2 separate regions of the Macaca mulatta genome follow, and region 2 is linked to region 1. A link is a contact called in public Hi-C data. All regions are on one chromosome and are shown on one strand. Each heading gives the region's core, a stretch centred on a gene start, on an enhancer-like site or on the middle of the called end of the contact. The rest is flanking DNA. Distances are from core to core; before and after follow the strand shown.

The links. A called contact is a pair of places that touch in the nucleus more often than the background predicts.
Region 2: a Hi-C map of fetal cortex germinal zone shows a contact between it and region 1, with 2.0 times the contacts expected there. The contact joins the promoter of TRIAP1 here to the enhancer-like site in region 1. A contact is called at or near these places in 2 of 14 Hi-C or Micro-C datasets (cortical neurons and fetal cortex germinal zone).

The regions. Positions count from the first base shown.
Region 1 is chr11:127,615,259-127,621,211 of T2T-MMU8v2.0, reverse strand. The region is part of intron 4 of SIRT4 (sirtuin 4); the gene reads right to left. Among named protein-coding and RNA genes, the nearest start is that of PLA2G1B, 12 kb to the left of the region's middle. Within about 2 kb of position 2,616, at least 32 of the 40 cell types and tissues checked have an H3K27ac peak or open chromatin away from gene starts, as enhancers often do. A contact at or near this core is called in cortical neurons and fetal cortex germinal zone, where this site is marked.
Region 2 is chr11:127,754,753-127,760,705 of T2T-MMU8v2.0, reverse strand. It overlaps TRIAP1 (TP53 regulated inhibitor of apoptosis 1), which reads left to right and starts at 3,074. Exons shown (of 2, transcript XM_015152966.3): 1 at 3,074-3,231; 2 at 4,466-5,452. The coding sequence starts at 3,085. The coding sequence ends at 4,549. GATC (glutamyl-tRNA amidotransferase subunit C) reads right to left here and starts at 3,013. Exons shown (of 4, transcript XM_015152965.3): 1 at 2,896-3,013; 2 at 2,628-2,800. The coding sequence starts at 2,976. LOC144333153 (a long non-coding RNA gene) reads right to left here and starts at 1,515. Exons shown (of 3, transcript XR_013401568.1): 1 at 1,347-1,515.

The DNA of each region.
Region 1 (5,953 bases), core at 1,367-3,866:
GACAGAACAGCCACCACTTCTGGGTGTGTGGTAGGCAGTAAAAGACCTTCTTCCATTTGAAGAAAGGAGTGTGTATGGACTTACCTTTTGGCATAATTACTCCCTCGTTTTATTTATTTATTTATTTATTTAATTTTTTGAGATGGATTCTCACTCTGTCACCAGGCTGGAGTGCAGTGGCGCAATCTCGGCTCACTGTAACCTCTGCCTCCCGGGTTCAAGCGATTCCCCTGCCTCAGCCTCCTCAGTAGCTGGGACTACAGGTGAGCACCACGACACCCAGCTAATTTTTTGTATTTTAATAGAGATGGGGTTTCATCATGTTGGCCAGGATGGTCTCGATCTCCTGACCTCGTGATCTGCCCACCTTGGCCTCCCAAAGTGCTGGGATTACAGACATGAGCCACCGTGCCCGGCCCCTCATTTTAGTCATCCATCCAATGATTATTTACTGAACACTTACTCTGGGCCAGGAACCATACAAAATGCTGAGTATACAATGTATTTGGGGCTGACTACAAGACAATGATTTAGTGTTAGTATCTGTCTACAATTCAGTCTGCTCTGAGACTTTTTTTCCTACTCTTCAAACTGGCATCCTTATATATATTACACTGTATGCTCCAGATGGTGTCATGTCTTTTGCACAATAACCTTGTCATCCTTTTTTTTTTTTTTTTTTTTTTTTTTTTTGAGACGGAGTCTCGCTCTGTCACCTAGGCTGGAGTGCAGTGGCCGGATCTCAGCTCACTGCAAGCTCCGCCTCCCGGGTTTACGCCATTCTCCGGCCTCAGCCTCCCGAGTAGCTGGGACTACAGGCGCCCGCCACCTCGCCCGGCTAGTTTTTTGTATTTCTTAATAGAGACGGGGTTTCACCGTGTTAGCCAGAATGGTCTCGATCTCCTGACCTCGTGATCCGCCCGTCTCGGCCTCCCAAAGTGCTGGGATTACAGGCTTGAGCCACCGCGCCCGGCCAACCTTGTCATCCTTGAAGTTCTATAGTTGTAGGTACTGTTATATCCACATCTGATGGATAAGGAAACTGGCTTAAAGATGCAAGGGATTGCCAAAAGTCATTCCTGGGTGGCACAGCTGACCTTGGAACCCAAATCCAGATAATTCAGAGAAGTGCTATCAGATTGTGAACTTGTTGAAGGCAGAGTGAGGTGTCTTAGCCACTTTTGTTTCTCTACCTGCCTATAGGAGACACTCAATAAATGATTGCTGAATGCTAAATGAAGCGTTGGTCATCAGTGCTCAGGGTCTTTTTAATTCTTTGGCAGGCAAGAATGGAACTATTCTCAAATTCAAATTCAACAAGCATAAACTGAAGAACCCTTCTTTGCATACTGTGCTATGAAGAATTTCAAGGGATGCAAAATCAAGTTAGACCTGGCCTTAGTCTTCAACGAACTGTGAAGGCCATAAAAAAGTATTTCTTCAGTGAAAAGAAATTGCAAGTCCCTGTTGGATGGAAGAAAAGTTGGCTTTTAGGAAAATGGTGCTTACTTTTTTTTTTTTTTTTTTAAGATGACACAACAAACAAGAGAGAGAGCAGTCACAGGGCTACTAAAGGCCCTAAAGATATCCTCTGATGTAAAAATCTATCTCTTGGGCCGGGTGTGGTAGCTCAGGCCTGTAAATTCCAGCACTTTGAGAAGCCGAGGCTTGCTTGAGTCCAGCCTGGACAACACAGTGAAATCCCGTCTCTACAAAAAATCAACAAGGTGTTGCATGGCTGTAGTCCCAGCTACAGGCGAGATGGGAGTATTACCTGAGCCCTGAAGGTTGAGGCTGCAGTGAGACTGCACTCTGGCCTGGGTGACAGAAAGAGACCCTATCTCAAAAAAAAAGAAAAAAGAAAACAAACATAAAACCAACAACAAAATAACCCACCTCTTTTTCATCATCAAGGCTCGGGAAAGAGAATAAATTCCCTTAATAATCTTTAAATGAACATTTGTATGAAAGTAGGATATGCAAAACTAATTTAATGGCTAGGATGATTTGAATGAAGAAATAAGGAAATAAGCTGGATAGAGTAATTTGATGGAGAGATTACAAATTCCAGCAACCACATTGTCTTCGCAATGTCTACCGTATCACATATGTTCGTTAAATAATTGTTCAGCGAAGTTAGTGTGACCTACTGTTTCGCCGAAGCCAAGGAGAAAAAGCCACGTGGCCGTATTTACCTTTTCATGGCACGTGATGCTGTGTGACCAACCCGATCAACCTCTAGTCCACCGCCCCCCATCCTCCGCCAAAGGATGTGATTGTGATTGGATATCTTATGAGCACGTCGCTCTCGATCTCTCTTTTCTATTGGTCAATAGCGGCCCAGCACCCCCCCCCCCCGTCTATTTATGCCCCTCCCCGGCCCAGGCCCCGCCCCTCTGGCTCGCCCAGGAAACCTGAGTTGGCGCAGGCGCAGTGGCTGGTAATGGTCACCCCCACCCCCAGTGGCGTCCGCGTGAGGTGGCAGAGGGTCCCGTCTGTAGCTTCCTGGGGTCCTGGCGGCGCTCTTCTCCTGAGCCAGAATCCAGCAGGAAGGACAGAATGGGCGCTAGAGTGTGAAAAGAGGGCGAACTCACGTGGATGTGACTCTCCGGGTCGCTCTTCCCTGTCCCCCAGCTCCCCCTGCCGGTTTCCTGTGGGCATCGCCTTCATTGCTTTTATCCCGGGGACGGATTAGCGGGTAGGGAAAGTGGGGTGCGGGGAACAAAGGGGAGCTGAGAGAACAGATGGCCAAGCGGAGAGGCGAGGGGATGTTGGGCGAGCCACAGGCCTCTGAGGCGCCCCAAATCTACACTTAAATTTCCACCCCCACATTGAAGGGGGAAAAAAAACCGAAGAGATTTGCTGGTCTAACCTCCATGCTTTTGTATGTTGTTTCCTACCTTTTCCTACCTGGTGAAGGCATGTTTACCTTTCACAACCCAGCCTGGGTCACTTCTGGAAGTTTCTTGAGCTTTGTCCTTCTTCCCCAGGTACAGCTGCTGTTACCCCACCGGGTTTCTACAGCAGAAAGTCCGAGAGCGAACTCAGAACTGGACTGGCCTTCATTCCTGGCCTAGTCACCCTCTTGGTGACCTTGGGCAGGTTACCCGAAATAATAGTGCCCATATTGTAGGGTTGGGGGAATTAAGTGTGCAAATATGTTGTGTAAATGCTTTCTAAGTGCTTGTTGTATAGTAAATGTTCAATAAATATTATTTTCCTAAGGGGAAGGAGAGGAAAGGATAATGCACTTAAATTTTTCTTTAGAAAGTCTTTATTACATTAAGCAAGCCTTGGTTTGTCATCTTTTTCTATTTTTTTTTTTTTTTTACTTTTTATTACTATTATTTTTATTTTATTTTATTTTTTGAGATGGAATTTTGCTCTTGTTGCCCAGGCTGGAGTGCAATGGTGCGATCTCAGCTCACTGCAACCTCCGCCTCCCAGGTTCAAAGATTCTCCTGCCTCAGCCTCCCAAGTAGCTGGGATTACAGGCGCCGGCCACCATGCCCAGCTGATTTTGTGTTTTTAGTAGAGAGGGGGTTTCACCATGTTGGTCAGTCTGGCTGGTTTCGAACTCCTGACCTTGGGTGATCTACCCACCTCGGCCTCCCAAAGTGCTGGGATTACAGACTCATGTGAGCCACCGCGCTGGGCCTATTAGTAGTAGTAGTAGTAGTTTTTTTTGTTGTTGTTGTTGTTGTTTTTTTGAGATGGAATCTCACTCTGTCGCCCAGGCTAGAGTGCAGTGGCGCTATCTCGGCTCACTGCAAGCTCCGCCTCCCAGGTTCACGCCATCCTCCTGCCTCAGCCTCCCGAGTAGCTGGGACTGCAGGCACCCACCACCATGCCCGGCTAATTTTTTGTATTTTTCAGTAGAGACGGGGTTTCACTGTGTTAGCCAGAATGGGCTCGAACTCCTGACCACATGATCCACCCGCCTCGGCCTCCCAAAGTGCTGGGATTATAGGTGTGAGTCACCGCACTGACTGGCCTTTTTTTTTTTTTTTTTTTTTTTGAGACGGAGTTTTGCTCTGTCACCCAGGCCGGAGTGCAGTGGCATGATCTTGGCTCACTGCAGCCTCTGCCTCCTCGACTCAAGCAGTTCTTCAGCCTCAGCCTCCTAAGTAGTGGGATTACAGGCACTGGCCACCACGCCCGGCTAATTTTTGTATTTTTAGTAGAGACGGTTTTCACCATGTTGGCCAGGCTAGTCTGGAACTCCTGACCTCAGGTAATCGGCCCACCTCGGCCTCCCACTGAGCCCTGTTTGCAATTTTTTTTTTTTTTTTTTTTTGAGACGGAGTCTCGCTCTGTCACCCAGGCTGGAGTGCAGTGGCCGGATCTCAGCTCACTGCAAGCTCCGCCTTCCGGGTTCACGCCATTCTCCTGCCTCAGTCTCCCGAGTAGCTGGGACTACAGGCGCCTGCCACCTCGCCCGGCTAAGTTTTTTTGTATTTTTAGTAGAGACGGGGTTTCACTGTGTTAGCCAGGATGGTCTCGATCTCCTGACCTCGTGATCCGCCCATCTCGGCCTCCCAAAGTGCTGGGATTACAGGCTTGAGCCACCGCGCCCGGCTGCAATGTTTTTTAAAAGAGACAAACAGGTACACTTTGGGAGGCCGAGGCGGATGGATCACGAGGTCAGTAGATGGAGACCATCCTGGCTAACACGGTGAAATCCCATCTCTACTAAGAAAAAAAATACAAAAAAAATTAGCCGGGCATGGTGGCGGGCGCCTGTAGACCCAGCTACTCGGGAGGCTGAGGCAGGAGAATGGCGTGAACCTGGGAGGTGGAGGTTGCAGTGAGCCGAGATTGCGCCACTGCACTCCAGCCTGGGCGACAGAGCGAGACTGTGGTCTCAAAAAAAAAAAAAAAAAAAAAAAAAGCGACAAACAGGTACACAAAAAGGAAATGAAGCTCTGGGGAAGATGATTGTGAAGTCTAGTTAAAGAAGCTGGGCGCAGTGGTTCACAATGTAATCCCAGCCCTTCAAAAGGCCAAGGTAGGCAGATCACTTCAGGCCGGAAGTTCAACATGGCGAATCCCCGTCTCTACTAAAAATACTAAAATTAGCCAGGTGTAGAGACCCACGGGTGTAATCCCAGTTACTCGGTGGCTGAGGCACAAGAATTGCTTGAACCCGGGAGGTGAAAGTTGCAGCGAGCCGAGATCATGCCACTGCACTCCAGCCTGGGCTACAGAGTGAGATTCTGTCTCAAAAAAAGCACTCAATGTGGGCCAAAGGCAGATATGATGATTTCCTTTTCCATCATCCTGTCCATCTCCTAATGATAGTGACTGCATTTCCTTATTATGTGCCAGGTACTGTGCTACGAGCTTCACATGCATCATTGCCCTGCTTAATCTTAAAACCAACCCAATGAGGTAGCCACTATTATCTTCATCTACAAAGAGCCTGAAGTTAGACAAAAATAACTTGCCCAAGTCTTCTAACTAGTAAGTAGAAAAACTGGGATTGAGGCTGGGTAAGGTGACTCACACCTGTAATCCCAGCACTTTGGGAGACCAATGTGGGAGGATCGCTTGAGTCCAGGAGTTTGAGACCAGCCTGGACAACATAGTGAGATCCTGTCTTTACAAAAAATTCAAAAATTTATCCAGGCATGGTGGTACGCACCTGTAGTCCCAGCTACATGGGAGGATTCCTTGTGCCAAGGAGGTTGAGACTGCAGTGAGCCCTGTTCCTGCCACTGCACTCCAGCCTGGGTGACAGCAAGACCCTGTCTCAAAAAAAAAAGTTGGGGGACGTTGAAATCCAAGTCAATCTATAACCTAAGAGTTGTTTTGTTTTGTTTTTGAGACAGTCTCTGTCACCCAGGCTGGAGGGCAGTGGCACGATCTTGGCTCACTGCAGCCTCTCCCTCCCAGGTTCAAGCGATTATTGTTCTTGTGAGACCCCTCAGTACAATCTCTGACAGTTGGTCAT
Region 2 (5,953 bases), core at 1,825-4,324, 140 kb before region 1:
CCCCATCTCTACTAAAAATACAAAAATTAGCTGGGCATGGTGGCGGGCGCCTGTAGTCCCAGCTACTCTGGAGGTTGAGGCAAGAGAATTGCTTGAAACCGGAAGGCAGAGGTTGCAGTGAGCTGAGATTGCACCACTGTACTCCAGCCTGGGTGGAAGAGTGAAACTGTCTCAAAAAAAAAAAAAGGAATGGACTTTTTTGGCCAGCACAGTGGCTCACGCCTGTAATCCCAGCATTTTGGGAGGCTAAGATGGGCAGATCACTTGAGGCCAGGGGTTCGAGAACAGCCTGATCAACATGGTGAAACCCCACCTCTACTAAAAATACAAAAATTAGCTGAGTGTGGTGGCGGATGCCTATAATCCCAGCTACTCCGGAGGCTGAGGCACAGAAATCACTTGAACCTGGAGGGTGAAGGTTGCAGTAAGCCGAGATCGTGCCACTGTACTCCAGCATGGGCAATGGGGCAGAGGGCAGGACTCCATCTCAAAAAAAAAAAGAAAAAAAAGTTAGACTTTCTTTAGGAAGTGGGAGGCTGAGGCAGGAGAATTGCTTGAGACCAGGAGTTTGACACCAGACGGGGCAACATAGCAAGACCCTGTTTCTACAAAAATTTAAGAATTAGCCAGGTGTGGTGGTGCACACCTACAGTCCCAGCTATTTGGGAGGCTGAGGCAGGAGGATCTCTTGAGTCTAGAAGTTTGTGACCAGCCTGGGCAATATAGTGAGACCCCATCCAAAAGGAAAAAGAAAATTGCAAAGTAGAGAAGAGATTTGAAAGAATCAAACACTGGGCCAGGCGCTGTGGCTCATGCCTGTAATCCCAGTACTTTAGGAGGCTGAGGTGGGTGGATCACCTTTGCTCAAGAGTCAAGCCTGGAGAACATGGCAAAATCCTGTCTCTATAAAAAATATAAAAAATTAGCGGCCGGGCCCGGTGGCTCAAGCCTGTAATCCCAGCACTTTGGGAGGCTGAGATGGGCGGATCATGAGGTCAGGAAATCGAGACCATCCTGGCAAACACGGTGAAACCCCATCTCTACTAAAAAGCACAAAAAAAAAACTAGCCGGGCGAGGTGGCGGGTGCCTGTAGTCCCAGCTACTGGGGAGGCTGAGGCAGGAGAATGGCATGAACCCGGGAGGCGGAGCTTGCAGTGAGCTGAGATCCGGCCACTGCACTCCAGCCTGGGCGACAGAGCGAGACTCCATCTCAAAAAAAAAAAAAAAAAAAAAAAAATTAGCCAGGCCTGGTGGCATGAGCCTGTGGTCCTATACTTGGAGGCTGAGGTAGGAGGATCTCTTGAGCCTGGGAGGTGGAGGTTGCAGTGAGCTGAGATCATGCCACTGCACTCTAACCTGGGTGATAAGAGTGAGACTCCATCTCAAAAAATAAAAATAAAAGGCCAGGCGCGGTGGCTCAAGCCTGTAATCCCAGCACTTTGGGAGGCCGAGACGGGCGGATCACGAGGTCAGGAGATCGAGACCATCCTGGCTAACACGGTGAAACCCCGTCTCTACTAAAAAGTACAAAAAACTAGCCGGGCGAGGTGGCGAGCGCCTGTAGTCCCAGCTACTCGGGAGGCTGAGCCAGGAGAATGGCGTAAACCCGGGAGGCGGAGCTTGCAGTGAGCAGAGATCCAGCCACCGCACTCCAGCCTGGGTGACAGAGCGAGACTCCGTCTCAAAAAAATAAAAAAATAAAAATAAAAATAAAAATTCGAGGCAGGAATGCAACCGGAACCAAATCTCATAAAGTGCTCACATTTTAATAAAAGAGATATAACAAATGAACAAAAGTCCATTAAAATGTTAGAGGAAAAAACCCAATAGGATGTGTTACTAACCAGAAGGGGAGAAGGGATTTGCAGTGGTTAGGAAAGCCCTTTCCCAGAAGATAAGCTGAGACCTGTGCCAAGAGGGAGGCAGCCATGCAAATACTGAGAGGCAGGAAAAAACGAAGGGTCAGTGCAAAGATCTAGAGAGGGAAAGAACTTGTCTTGCTGGAGACGCAGTCAAGGTAGCCAAGGAGGGTACTGAGAAGAGTATGTCTGAGTGAGCAGGCAGGGACTCTATGGAGTAGGGGCTCAAAGGCGATAATTAGGCCAGGCGCGGTAGCTCACGCCTATAATCCCAGCACTTTGGGAGGCCGAGACGGGCGGATCACGAGGTCAGGAGTTCAAGACCAGCCTGGCCAAGACGGTGACACCCCGTCCCCGTCTCTACTAAAAATACAAAAAAAAATTAGCCGGGCGTGGTGTCAGGCGCCTGTAATCCCAGCTACTCGGGAGGCTGAGGAAGATAATTGTTTGAACACGGGAGCGGAGCTTGCAGTGAGACGAGATCGCGCCACTGCACTCCAGTCTGGACTCCGTCTCAAGAAAAAAAACACAAAGGCGATGATGAGCAGTTTGGGTTTTGTTTCTACTTACACTAGGACGACACGAGCGAGAGCATCCGTAATGAACAAGGGGAAGAGTGAAGCCACTGACTCGCGAGGTGACCGTGGGCAAGTTCCTGAATCTCGCTAACGCTCTTTAACCCCCTGGAAAATTGTTCGCTAATCGTCACATTAAACGGCTGCGAACGGGCCACGCTCAAGGCTTCGGGGCTGCAGCCTCGAGTTTACCTGTCCTCCAGGACCGACTCCATGGGCTCCACCCCGTCAGTGTCCACCGCACGTAGCCGGTCGGCGAAGGCGATAGCTTTCTCCAGTCGCGCCACTGCCTCGCAGCTGCCGAAGTCCACAAGCGCTAGACGCTCCAGGTGCTCGATCACCTGGGCCGTGATCCGGCCACTGCCCTGGAGGAGGAATGAGGCACGGAGTGTGGTTCACCGGCGCCCCGGTGTGCCTCCCGGCTTGCTCCGCCACCCGCCTAGATGGCCCTGGCCTTTACCTGAGGATCCGCCTTGGACGTGAAGCCCTGGCGCCCGCCCAGAGGGGCCCGAAGGCCCAGCCACACCAACCGCGACCACATTTCTTCCTTCCTTGGCCCCCGTAGTGCGCCCGCGCGTAACGCCGAGCGACGCGCCTAAGAGTGATGACATCAGAGTGCGCTGCCGCCGCCGCCGACACCACTGTCGCCATGAACAGTGTGGGGGAGGCATGCACGGACATGAAGCGCGAATACGACCAGTGCTTCAATCGCTGGTTCGCCGAGAAGTTTCTCAAGGGGGACAGCTCCGGGGACCCGTGCACCGACCTCTTCAAGCGCTACCAGCAGTGTGTTCAGGTGAGCCCTTCCGCCTCTGTTTCCAGGCCCCGCATTCTCCGCGCTGTGTCCCACTACACTCGTCGTGTTTTATGGGGGTTGGGACTGGACTGGAAGGGTGGAGAAAAGCCGCAGTGAGGTCAGTGGCAGGAGCTCGCTCCCCTATCATCACCACCGAGGCCGTTTGGGTGTCTCCCCGAATGACAAATATTGGTGCAGTGCTTTTGTTTTTAAGACACACAGTCACATCTTTTGGTTCATTTGGTGTTCATCCTAAACTCGCAAGGTGGGTATAGTTACTCATATTTTATACATAAAAAACTAACACCCAGAAATAGGAAGTGATTGATCCGAGTTCACTAGCACCAGGTTGCCTTGATTCTTTCGCAGGTGGTGCACTTTTCCACTATTACAGCTGAGGTCTGGGCGGGGTTATACTTCAGACTGGAGGATCACATTATTTTGATGTTATAAACCCTTCGTTAGCCTGTTTATCTCTCTTGACCAGTCCCCGCAACTGCAACTAGGAAATGTTTATTCTGGCCCAATGGATGTGGAACTGCTTTGAATTGTTAGAACAGCACTGGGCAAAGCACTTCCAATAAGTTAACCCAACACATCCTCACAGCAGTTCCCCGAGGTAGTTGCTGTCTTCATCCCATTTAGTTGGTCACATAGCCAGTAAGTCTTTCACCAACACAAAGTGATGATTATTTTTCAAATTTCACTTAATTTTAATGGTTCCCTCACAACTCCTTTTCCAGTCTCCCTCAGGTCTTACACTTGATTTATTCATTATGGTACTTTTGGTTTTTATTTTTGAGGCAGAGTCTCCCTGTCTCCCAGGCTGGAGTGCAATGGCACAATCTCAGCTCACTGGCAACCTCCGCCTCCCAGGTTCAAGCTATTCTCATGCCTCAGCCACCGGAGTAGCTGGAATTACAGGCATGCACCCCCATGCCCAGCTAATTTTTGTATTTTTAGTATAAACAGGGTTTCGCCATGTTGGCCAGGTTGGTCTCTAACTTCTGGCCTCAAGTGATCCACCTGCCTTGGTCTCCCAAAATGCTGCGATTATAGACCTGAGCCACCACACCCTACTGGTACTTGTTTTTTAAAAAGTATGTGGTTTGAATCATGGTTATAAGTCTTTATAATCAGCTTGATTTTACTTTTGTGCTGTCATATTTTATTTACAAAGCTTGCAACTTGAGCTTCATATAGATCCTTATAATGTGTTTTCTCCTCCTACCAGAAAGCAATAAAGGAGAAAGAGATTCCTATTGAAGGATTGGAATTCATGGGCCATGGCAAAGAAAAGTCTGAAAATTCTTCTTGACCTTGACAGTCACCTTGAAGGATTTCTCAATCCAGAAATTGAGGACTCTGGATTTTTGTCAACTAAATCTGTGAACCTAGCCATCAGATTTGATGAGGAACTTAGGAGAGAGGAGTTTTATTTCCCCCTTCGATGTTTTCCTCTCAGTTGTAAAAGATGAACTCTTTGAGATGATTTCTTACCTGCTGTGGCATCTGGCAGGAACTCAGTGTGCTAAAATTGAACAATTTTTTGAGATTATGGTTGCAATACTTGGTGTGGAATCAGCTTTACATAAATATACCTTGTATGCAAACGATGATAAACTAGTCAGGATGAGCAGAGCTGCCTGACCTCTTGATTTCTGCTGCGAAAGACATATACACTGTACTGGGGTCATCGTTCATGAAAGCAATTGGTTAAGACCTCTTTTTTTCTCTCAGGGAACTAATGCTCTGAAAAAGGATCTGGGCACAACAGTTTCAGTGAGTGCTTTTGAGCACACTTTTATTTTTATATAGTAACTAATGGTTAAGATTGCTGGTGGCCTGGATTAGCAAAGAGGAAGACAGCTTTTAACACAGTTCCCTGCCTTCACCAGAGGTGTCAGATTAAGATGTGAAAGCTGCAAGAATGTTGGAATGACCACCATTTCAGAGCTCTCAGTGTGTAGTTCAGGAATTAAGATATTTGGAATAGCTATGGAGGAAGAACCTAAATTGCAAAGATCTGCTATTGCCAGCTTTCAACCCAAGTCAGTGAATTGTCAACCTGCATATCCTTAAAATGCTGCATCTGGTTAAATGGTGGGCGGGTGGGGGGGGAAGCTAAAGGTGCTGGCTTTATTTGCCTTGTTTACTCATCCTGCCCTGTAATGTCTGTAATCCTAAAGATGGAATAAATTGTAACATTTAGTTTCTATCATTATTTGCCTCTGGAACTCAGTGCATTTTATGGAACTATTACCCTGTTACCCTACAAACCTCACGTATACACCAGGGAGAGTTTTGTAACTTAAAGGTGAAGAAAAAGTGACTTGTCTAAGCTAGGTGGTACAGTATGGCAATCAGAAACCTCACTGATTTTTTTTTTTTTGAGACAGTCTGGCTCTGTCGCCCAGGCTGGAGTGCAGTGGTGCAATCTCGGCTTACTGCAACCTCCACCTCCTGGGTTCCAATGATTTTCCTGCCTCAGCCTCCCGAGTAGCTGGGATTACAGGCGTGCACCACAATGCCCAGCTAATTTTTGTATTTTTAGTAGAGATGGGGTTTCACCATATTGGCCAGGCTGGTCTTGAACTCTTTTTTTTTTTTTTGAGACGGAGTCTCACGCTGTTGCCCAGGCTGGAGTGCAGTGGCGCGATCTCGGCTCACTGCAAGCTCCGCCTCCTGGGTTTACGCCATTCTCCTGCCTCAGCCTCCTGAG